3 separate regions of the Sus scrofa genome follow, and all the other regions are linked to region 2. The links are chromatin contacts, called in public Hi-C and HiChIP or PLAC-seq maps. All regions are on one chromosome and are shown on one strand. The core of a region is the stretch at or near the end of the contact, and the rest is flanking DNA. Distances in the headings are between cores, read along the strand shown.

Region 1 (2,700 bases), core at 144-2,643, 220 kb after region 2:
TTGAGCACAACCCAGCGGCAGGGCGGAGAGCTCTGTGTCCCAGGCAAGTCCCCAAGAATGTCTGTGCCTCAGTTTCCTGATATCCCCCCCCAAGGGGGGGTATGGAGGGGCTGGGTGGGACCAGGACCGTGACATCCCCCTGGGCGGCAGCTGGCACTCAGTACCCAGCAAAAGCAGCCGCCTCTTCCATCTCATCCGGCCCCCGAGTGCTCAGCCCTCCCTGTGGGAACAGAGGCAGAAAGACCCACAGGGGGAAACAACACGGCTGAGCAGGAAAGGGACAGGCTGGCTGGGGGCTGGGGGCAGTCGCAGCTCTGCTCCCTTTGCCCCCGTGCCAGCACCTCCCCCCCCCATTTTCGCGCCGTCGCGGGGTGGGGGGCGGGGGAGGCGCGGGGCAGGCAAGGGGCTGCCCCCGCTGGTTTTCCTGGGGTTCTCCTAACAACTTTGGCAGTGGTTTATTTATTTATTTTTAGAAGTCTGTGTGACATGTCAGGCTGCTCTTCAGGCAGATTTTTTAGGCTCGTATTTTATAGACTTTGGCAAGGGCGGGCTCGGAAGGAACAGTGGTTCCAGTCTCCAGAGGTTAATCATTCCTGGAAAAACTTCTGGCTAAACCCATTTTCTTCTCCTAAATTTCACAGAAACTGCTCCCTGGGCCGGACCCAGCCTAAATGAGGTTTTGTGCACGGTGCAACCTTACCTGGGGGAGCGTGACTTGCCTTTCACACAAAAGTGCACTTCCGAGGGCCACCAGGCACAAAGGCTCTTCCTTCCTAAAGTTTCTGTTTATTGACCCCGAAGAGGGGGCGGGGGCAGACACACTTCTCGGGGCGGCGGCGGCGGCGGGGGAGCCGGGCTCCGTTTGGGTCTGGGGTGACAGGTTGGTGGCAGCCCCCTTCTCCAGCCTGCCTGCCCTCTGCGGGGAGGGGGGGGGGCGGGGGCGGGGGCTGCTCTGTGGCCTCTGCCCAGTTAGAGATCTGGGGAGATGACTTTGCAAATCCATATGAAAGCTCTCTCTCGAACCTCTCCCGCGAGCCCGGACCGGAAGCCCTTATTTGAAAATTTCGAAGTGCGTGATGTCTTGTGCGCATCCCCGTCCGCCCCGCCCGCCCGCCTGCCCGCAGTGTCGCGCCGCAGAGGCCGTGACGCACTTGTAAATACTTTACCAAACATTTTCAAACCGGCAGTTTCAAAGCAGTCTTTTAATTGATTAAAACACCAGCAACGACGGAACATACCAACACACTCTCCCGCGGCTCCGAGAGAGCAAACGGTTTCTCCCAGGGCTGCTGGCAGCTCTCGAACCCGGGGGTCCGGGCCCGTCTGTCTGTCTGTCTGCGGGGAGCCCGCGCGCGCTCTCCACCTGCGACACCATGCTGCCCCCCCACGGCGGGCTGGAGCAGCTGTCGGGACCCCGAGGCTGACAGACAGCGCCGGACAGATGGGGCTGCCAGGGCCGGGCCAGTCAGGCAGCAGTGACAAGGGGCTGTGACCCTCGGTCCCCGGGTCCCTTCGCTTTCTCTGCTCCCGGGAGGGTGGAGGTGCAGCCCTTCCCCCCAGGCAAGGCCAGGCAGTGCCAGGCAGCCTGGTCATTTTAGACAAGGACTCCAGGCTGGCCCCTCAGCTAGCCTGTCGCTGTCTCTCTTTCTCTTACACACACACACACACACAGGCACACGCACGTGTACACACACACACACACGCTCTATGCTTGTGCTGGGAACAAAGACAAGCAAACTCCTTTAGAAATTGCAGACCAGACCCTCGTCTAGTGGGTCCCATGATAAAGGCCCTGTCCACCCAGAGTTGCTGGGAACCAAGCCCCCATGAATGGGCCCGGAGGGCCAGCGCCCTGCTCTGGCATGGACCACATTCATCAACCCCCAGGCCCCTCGGCCCCGTCACTGGGCAAGGGGGCTTTCGGGAGTCCCCAGGGCATCCGAGTCACTGTCCATTGGCCGGACAAATCGTGGCTGCGGCCCAGCCTCCAGAAAAGGGCCTTGCTTTTCCCATGAGCCGGCCAGCCCCTCAACTCACCAGGCGCCCCCCTCTTTCTGTTCCCCCCTCCCTCCGCCTGAGGAGGCTGCCCCCACCCTCTGCACCAGCCTGTTGCCCCAGAGAGGACCCAGGCCAGAATCCCTGGGCCTGGGAGCCGGGGCGGGCACTTGGCCACTCCAGGTGGCCGGGCCCTTGAGATGGGGAGTTGGCTGCAGGACAGCCCCCCACCTCCCCCCGCTGGCCCCGCACTCACCCCCATTCTCTGCTCCTCTCCCTCACTGCCTCATTGTGACAGAAGTGCTCCACCGGCCATCTCCGTGCCTTTGCCTTGGGCTCAGGGCAAGGTACGGGGGGGAAGTCCGCGCATCCTTGCTCTGACCCCAGCCTGCCTCCTCCGCGGCCAGCCCCGCTCGGGACTTAGCGGCTGTAGGAGCTTCTCCGAGGCCTAGACGTGCGGGCTGCCAGCCCGGGCAGGGAGCCGCACTGCAGCCTCCCGGCCAAGAACCGGCCTGCCTCTCTCTGCTCAGATGCCTCCTGTAACAGGGAGCTCCCTTTCTCCCTGAGCAGCCCGCTCTGGGCTCGCACACCGAGTGCTTTGCCGAGCCCTCCCTGCTTGCTGCATCTGCCTCCGCGGCTCCGACGCAGCCCCCTCGCCCCCTCTGTCCTCGGCTCCTTGCAGGCAGCGAGTTCCTTCTCAGTCCT
Region 2 (2,700 bases), core at 79-2,578:
GCCGTGGACATGGAAGGGAACTACGCCAGGGCCTGTGCCTCTTGTCTGCAGATGGGTAGGGAGCCCAGCCTGCCTCTGCCGTCCTGTGGGCAGGCTTGTGGAATACACACAGAAGATCACCCGCGAAGCACTCGGTTCTCTGCTTTCCTGCAGTTTTGCTGTCCATGTCGGGCCAGGCTCCATGGACACTGCCTGGGTTCAGGACCCAGATCCCTGCACTTCCATTTTCTGGTGGTGTGACTCCAGAAAAGCCGCTTTACTTCTTGGAACCTCAGTGTCCACATCTGAAAAATGGGTTTAATAACCCCTACTTCGCAGAACTGTAGTGGGAATGAAAGGACATGCGGTGCGTGTGAAGGGCTGGCGCACAGTAGGTGTGGAGTAAGAAGCAGCTCCCTGTTTCTCTTCTTCGAACTCCCCCCCCCCGTCCCCGACCCTCCGTCCCACTCAGGACACAGGCAAAATCTGTCCCCACTTGAAACACTCTCAGGAGGCGCAGAGCTCCCCATTGTGCCTGCCCGGAGATTTCTCGGCCCAGTCCAAGACTGAGTGAGCCCACCTGCTTGCCTGCTCCTAGCCACGCCCCTCTGATGGCCCCTCCTTCAAGGCCAAGGATGGCCTCAGCCTTCAGTAGTCTAGTCCGCTAGCCCTAGCATCTTGGGCCCGCCTGACCACCGGGCTGTTGCTGACTCCAAGGGGGCCCCCCCACACCTATCAGACGGTTGAGACCCTCTGCCAGCCCCCTGTTTTAATCACTCCCTCCCTGCCACCATAGACAGGACGTCCTCTCCCCAGCCTCTCAGGAGGACGCCAGCTCTCCTCCAGCTGAGCAGTGCAGCCGTCTCCCGTGGCCTACGCGAGTTAACACCTCTCCCAAGACACCCCGGGTTCTCTTCGGGGGAGGAATTTACATCCAGCAACATCTGGCAGAGAACGAACGGTAAATGGCGAACGCGCCAGCAAGGCAGCGACTCCAATTAGGAAAGAACCCGCTTTCTCTGAGGATGATGCGGAAAGTAATTCTCTGGCCAACAGAGTTTAATCAAAATGTTTTATGCAAGACGTATCCCTGACCCTGACCAATCTTCCCCCTCTTGCTGGAAATTAAACAAATATATTGTCAGCTCGGATTCCAATGAGCGCATGAACAGATGCAGGGCCGGTGGAGGCAGGAGGTTATGGGTTTCAACAAAGCGAGATGGGCAAAGATCAGGCCTGAGGCTTTGGTATTGTTCTCTGGGCTTTTAGCAGCCCCTGCTTCCCGGCCTGCGGAAGCCTTTCTGTCTTTCCTGTGGCCTCTCCTGTCCCCTCTCCCCGCCCCGGAGCAGGGCCCTCTCCCTCCTCTCGGCCCTGTTGTCTCCACCGTATCCTGAATTCACTTCTGTTCTGACTCGTGCCACCCTGTCCTGCGAGCATTTGCTTCAGCATCTGTCTTCCCTGGCAGGCTGTGTCCGATTTGTCATTGCACCCCTGGCACGGAGGACAATGCCTGGCACACAGAGGACCTTGAACAACTGTTCGTGGGAGGAAGGAGGGGGCAGGGAGGGCTGGTGGGTGAGGGACAGGGACCTTCCTTCAAGGGGGTAACACGGTCTACCTATGCCCAGTGTCCGTCTGGGGAGCAGAGTGGCAACTCTGCCAGGTTTCACCTCTGCAAGGCTCAGTTTACCGATCAGGAAAGTGGGCATAATGTCATGTGGTAGCTGCTGTGGTTCAGTGGGCATGAAATGAGCTGTGGGAATTACTGCATCCTGAGAGCGCCGCCCCAAACAAATAAGTCCAGTCCCCTGCTGCAGCTCTGGACCTTCTGGTTCAGGAGAGGCAGGAGGGGTCCTGCCTTCATCTTTGGGACAAAGACCCCAGGTGATTCTGATGCTCAGGAGGACTGGGGGCCATAGGTGTGGCCCATCAATTTTGTAAGTGACTAGTATCAGCGCTTTAGTGACACGAGTGCTCAGTTGTGTCAAGACGGGCAAAACCAGTGGGGGGAAGAATGAGTGTGTTAAAACCAGTCTGGCCGAGGCCCCCACTTTCTTCTCTCCCAGCCCGTCTTCCCACCTTCTCCCGAGGACCAGGGATTCCCACTGCGCAAGGAGGACCTGAGGCTTGGGAGCGATAGGCGGTGTCCAAGGAGACATGGACCCCTGCCCAGGGACCAGAATGCTGCCCACCCTGTTTGGCCATCGACACACCTGGGTCTTCCTCCTTCAGGCTGGTCCTATTATCTCAACAGCCCTGGTGTGGGGGCGGGGTCAAGGGCAGCAGCCATCTGGGCGGGCCTTGCCGAGTGATGGATGCTGGGGTCAGACAGGCTGGCGTCCTTCTTACGATATTGATGGAGAAGAAGAGCTCAAGGTCAGAACGGCCCCCATCAACGTTCTGGCCGTGGGTATAGGAGCCTGAACTCCTCCTTGGGCCGAACCTTTTCAGGAGACTCAGTGGAACCGGGGGAGTGAGCCGATGTGCTGACCGCTAAGAGTCTACCCTGGGTCCGGGTCTCGGGGGGAATGATGGGGAGTGGGGCTGGTGGGAGGTGCCGAGGTTACGCTCCCCGCTCCCAAGCCCACTCCCCAGCCTGCACGGAGGGGGCCGCCATCAGAGATCCGAATAGCTGGTCAGGGACGAGGCTGGGGTCTGAGGCGCTCCGTTTCACAGAGGAGCAACACGTGCTTGGGAGCCAAGGACATGGTCAAGCCTGAG
Region 3 (2,700 bases), core at 60-2,559, 250 kb before region 2:
GACAAAGCTGATCTGACCAGAGGCTGAGAGAGAGAGAGAGAGAGAGAGAGAGAGAGAGAGAGAGAGAGAGAGAGTGTGTGTGTGTGTGTGTGTGTGTGTGGCTTGTCCACAGCGAGGTCGTCATGGAGTGATGAGATGAGCTGGCGTTCATTGCAGGACCCCCAAATGTGAGCATCTCTAATTATCTTCTCTTAGCCCGGTCAGTTTCCCAGCAGGGCCTCCCACCCCCTGGGGTGGGCTCGCCGGCTGGCTGCCCGCATCCTGGCTCTGAGCTGGGCGGCGGGCTGGGTCTCTGTTTAGTATGCAGACTTCAGCCCACGCTGTCCTCCAGCGGGTCTCACTCGTGTGTCACGCACGTCTCTTCCTTTCAGTGCCCAGATCGACTTCATTCTTCTTAGCGGCTCCAGAGCCGTCCGTCCGTGGCTCACACCATCATTCATGTGCAAATGGGATCGTGTCTTCTTTCCCTCGACAGCGCCAGAATTATTACGTTTTTAAACGTTTGCTAATCTAGTGGCATCTTGTTTGAGAACCAAATGAGTTCATTTATGTGCAGTTCTTTGAGCACTGAGCCTGGCACCTCATTAATGCTGAATAAGTGTTTGGGGTCTCGGTTCTTGTCCATTAATCTCCAGTAGTCTTGGTGTTTTTTGTTTTTTTGTTTTTTTTTCTTATCCCAGCAATTTACATACTAACAGTATTGACCTGTCAAACTCCCCCACCCTGGGTGTTGTTCGCTTCTGAGTTTTGCTATTTCATTCTTTTACTTTTTGCAGAGGAAACCTAACATTTTGTGTGTGTGTGTGTGTGTGTGTGTGGTCAAGTCTATGGGCCTTGTCCTCCCCACCCTGGGATCTGATAGTCGCCTATACATGACCTTCCTCTAGCAGTGATTAGCTGGAGCCAGTTTCAATTCTCGTCACCTCTCCCCGGCGTTGGGCGTTGCGTGGGTCCGGGCAGGCCGCGCGGGCCGTGATGGATGGGCGCCGGGTGCCAGGGATCAACGGGCAGATGAAGGAGCAGCCACGCTGTGTAGCACTGGCCTGCGCTGACGCTGGCCACTAATGACTTCAGACGGCCTTCTTCTCACCCGGCTTATTCCGCGGGGCATGGATATACCAGGGCCACCCAAACCATTCCTCAAAAAAGAAATGCTTGTGGCTGAAAAGGAAATACGCACACACCATGGAAAAACCAGAAAGGCATAAAGAAAAAAATTGTCTGTCATTTCTCCATCCAGAGGCAAGGACGGTAGACTTTTTGGTATATTTCCATCCACTCTTAAAAAAAAAAAAAAAGCGACATAGTTGAGTTCCAACTGTCCATGTCATTCCAAATCCTTCTCCCTGCCTGCTCCAGCAGCCGTTTCTAACGCCGTAATCCACTGCAGTGGTTTTCTGCTGCGGTAATTTACTGCGGTGGTTTTCAGTGTGTCTGCAAACCCCTAGGGGTCCTTGAGAGCCTCTCAGGGGGCCTGTGGGGGTGAAAATTATTTTCATAATAGCACCTAGGAGTTACTTGCCTTTTCACTCTCGTTCTCTCATGAGTGTACGTGGAGTTTTCCAGAGGCTATGAGACATGTGCTGTTAGAATTGATTAAATACAGAAGCAGCTCTGAGAATGCAGCTGTCTTGTATTAAGCTGGCCGTTAAAGAGATGGCAAAAAAGTCAACAGTGCTTTCTCTTTTTTTTCCGCCTTGGAAAATATATTTTTCACAGGAAATATGTTCTTTGTGTTACCCTGTAACGGGTTTCTTTTTGTTACTTCTACATAATGAGTAATTATTGTAAGTGTCCTCGGCTTTAATTTTTAATATGCTGGATGTGGATAGATAGGACCCGCATAGGTGGCAGCTCTTCGAGCCCTTGCTCACCTTAGAGAGGGGAAGGGGGGCCGGAGGGTTTGAGAACCACGGTTTCATTCACGCTCGTGAGTCCATTTGGGGCACGTATGTGTTGTTGAAAACAGTGTCACGTCCCAGCACTGGTGCGTGAGCACAGGTCGGCCCCAGCTGTGACTCCCTCTCCTGGGCCGGATTTCCAACCTGCGCCACCGAAACACAATCCTAGAGGGTCCAAGCCTCCCTCAGTCCCGCTGCCCCTTCTCCCTGCACCCCCTCCCCATCGCGCCCTTTGCGAAGATGATTTAACAGCATTACAAAATGATGGGAAGAAATCTCCCAATTCTAACATACACTAAAATCATGATTATCCTTTTAACACCCTCTCAATCAGTTTCTGGCCCACACGGGCTTGTGTTTTTCACAGGGTGTGAGTATAATTTTGCAGCCTGCTTTTCCCACTTAGCATTCTTTCCCAGCTGCTCCGGCTGCAGTGCCACCGGCCGCCTCTGTGTCTTTGGAGGGCGTCCATTTCCACTGGTTCTGTGATGCTCTATCGAGTTGATTAACTGTAATTTACTTAGCTGTCCTTGGACACTTAGGTGGTTGCTAATTTTTGCTATTACAGATAATGCTGAAGTGGTTATCTTCATGCATGGAACCTTTTCTGTTGGATTATTTCTTTCGGATTGATTCCCAGAAGTGGGACTGCTGGGTCAAAGGGTTGTACATTTTCATGGGTCCAGATACCTCTGCTGTCAGATTGCTTTCCAAAAGGATTATACCAATTTGCACCGCCACTGCAAAGCCTGCGTAATAACCGACTATTTTGCTTCACTATCATGCCTAGAATTTTCTC

The links. A called contact is a pair of places that touch in the nucleus more often than the background predicts. HiChIP or PLAC-seq counts read pairs in DNA pulled down with a chosen protein or histone mark.
Region 1: a Hi-C map of skeletal muscle shows a contact between it and region 2, with 2.8 times the contacts expected there. The contact joins two enhancer-like sites. A contact is called at or near these places in 2 of 47 Hi-C or Micro-C datasets (embryonic fibroblasts and skeletal muscle) and 1 of 2 datasets of contacts at active chromatin or transcription factors (skeletal muscle).
Region 3: an H3K27ac HiChIP or PLAC-seq map of skeletal muscle shows a contact between it and region 2, with 8 times the contacts expected there. The contact joins two enhancer-like sites. A contact is called at or near these places in 12 of 47 Hi-C or Micro-C datasets (embryonic fibroblasts, epiblast stem cells, fetal heart ventricle and 6 more) and 1 of 2 datasets of contacts at active chromatin or transcription factors (skeletal muscle).

Annotation. Positions count from the first base shown.
Region 1 is chr7:121,725,783-121,728,482 of Sscrofa11.1, forward strand. The region is part of intron 6 of LOC106504559 (a long non-coding RNA gene); the gene reads left to right. Among named protein-coding and RNA genes, the nearest start is that of RTL1, 16 kb to the left of the region's middle. Within about 2 kb of position 1,394, at least 12 of the 83 cell types and tissues checked have an H3K27ac peak or open chromatin away from gene starts, as enhancers often do. A contact at or near this core is called in skeletal muscle, where this site is marked.
Region 2 is chr7:121,505,848-121,508,547 of Sscrofa11.1, forward strand. No RefSeq gene overlaps it. Among named protein-coding and RNA genes, the nearest start is that of DLK1, 59 kb to the right of the region's middle. Within about 2 kb of position 1,329, at least 4 of the 83 cell types and tissues checked have an H3K27ac peak or open chromatin away from gene starts, as enhancers often do. A contact at or near this core is called in fetal skeletal muscle and skeletal muscle, where this site is marked.
Region 3 is chr7:121,254,157-121,256,856 of Sscrofa11.1, forward strand. All of the region lies in intron 2 of WDR25 (WD repeat-containing protein 25), which reads left to right. Among named protein-coding and RNA genes, the nearest start is that of MIR9830, 14 kb to the right of the region's middle. Within about 2 kb of position 1,310, at least 7 of the 83 cell types and tissues checked have an H3K27ac peak or open chromatin away from gene starts, as enhancers often do. A contact at or near this core is called in fetal skeletal muscle and skeletal muscle, where this site is marked.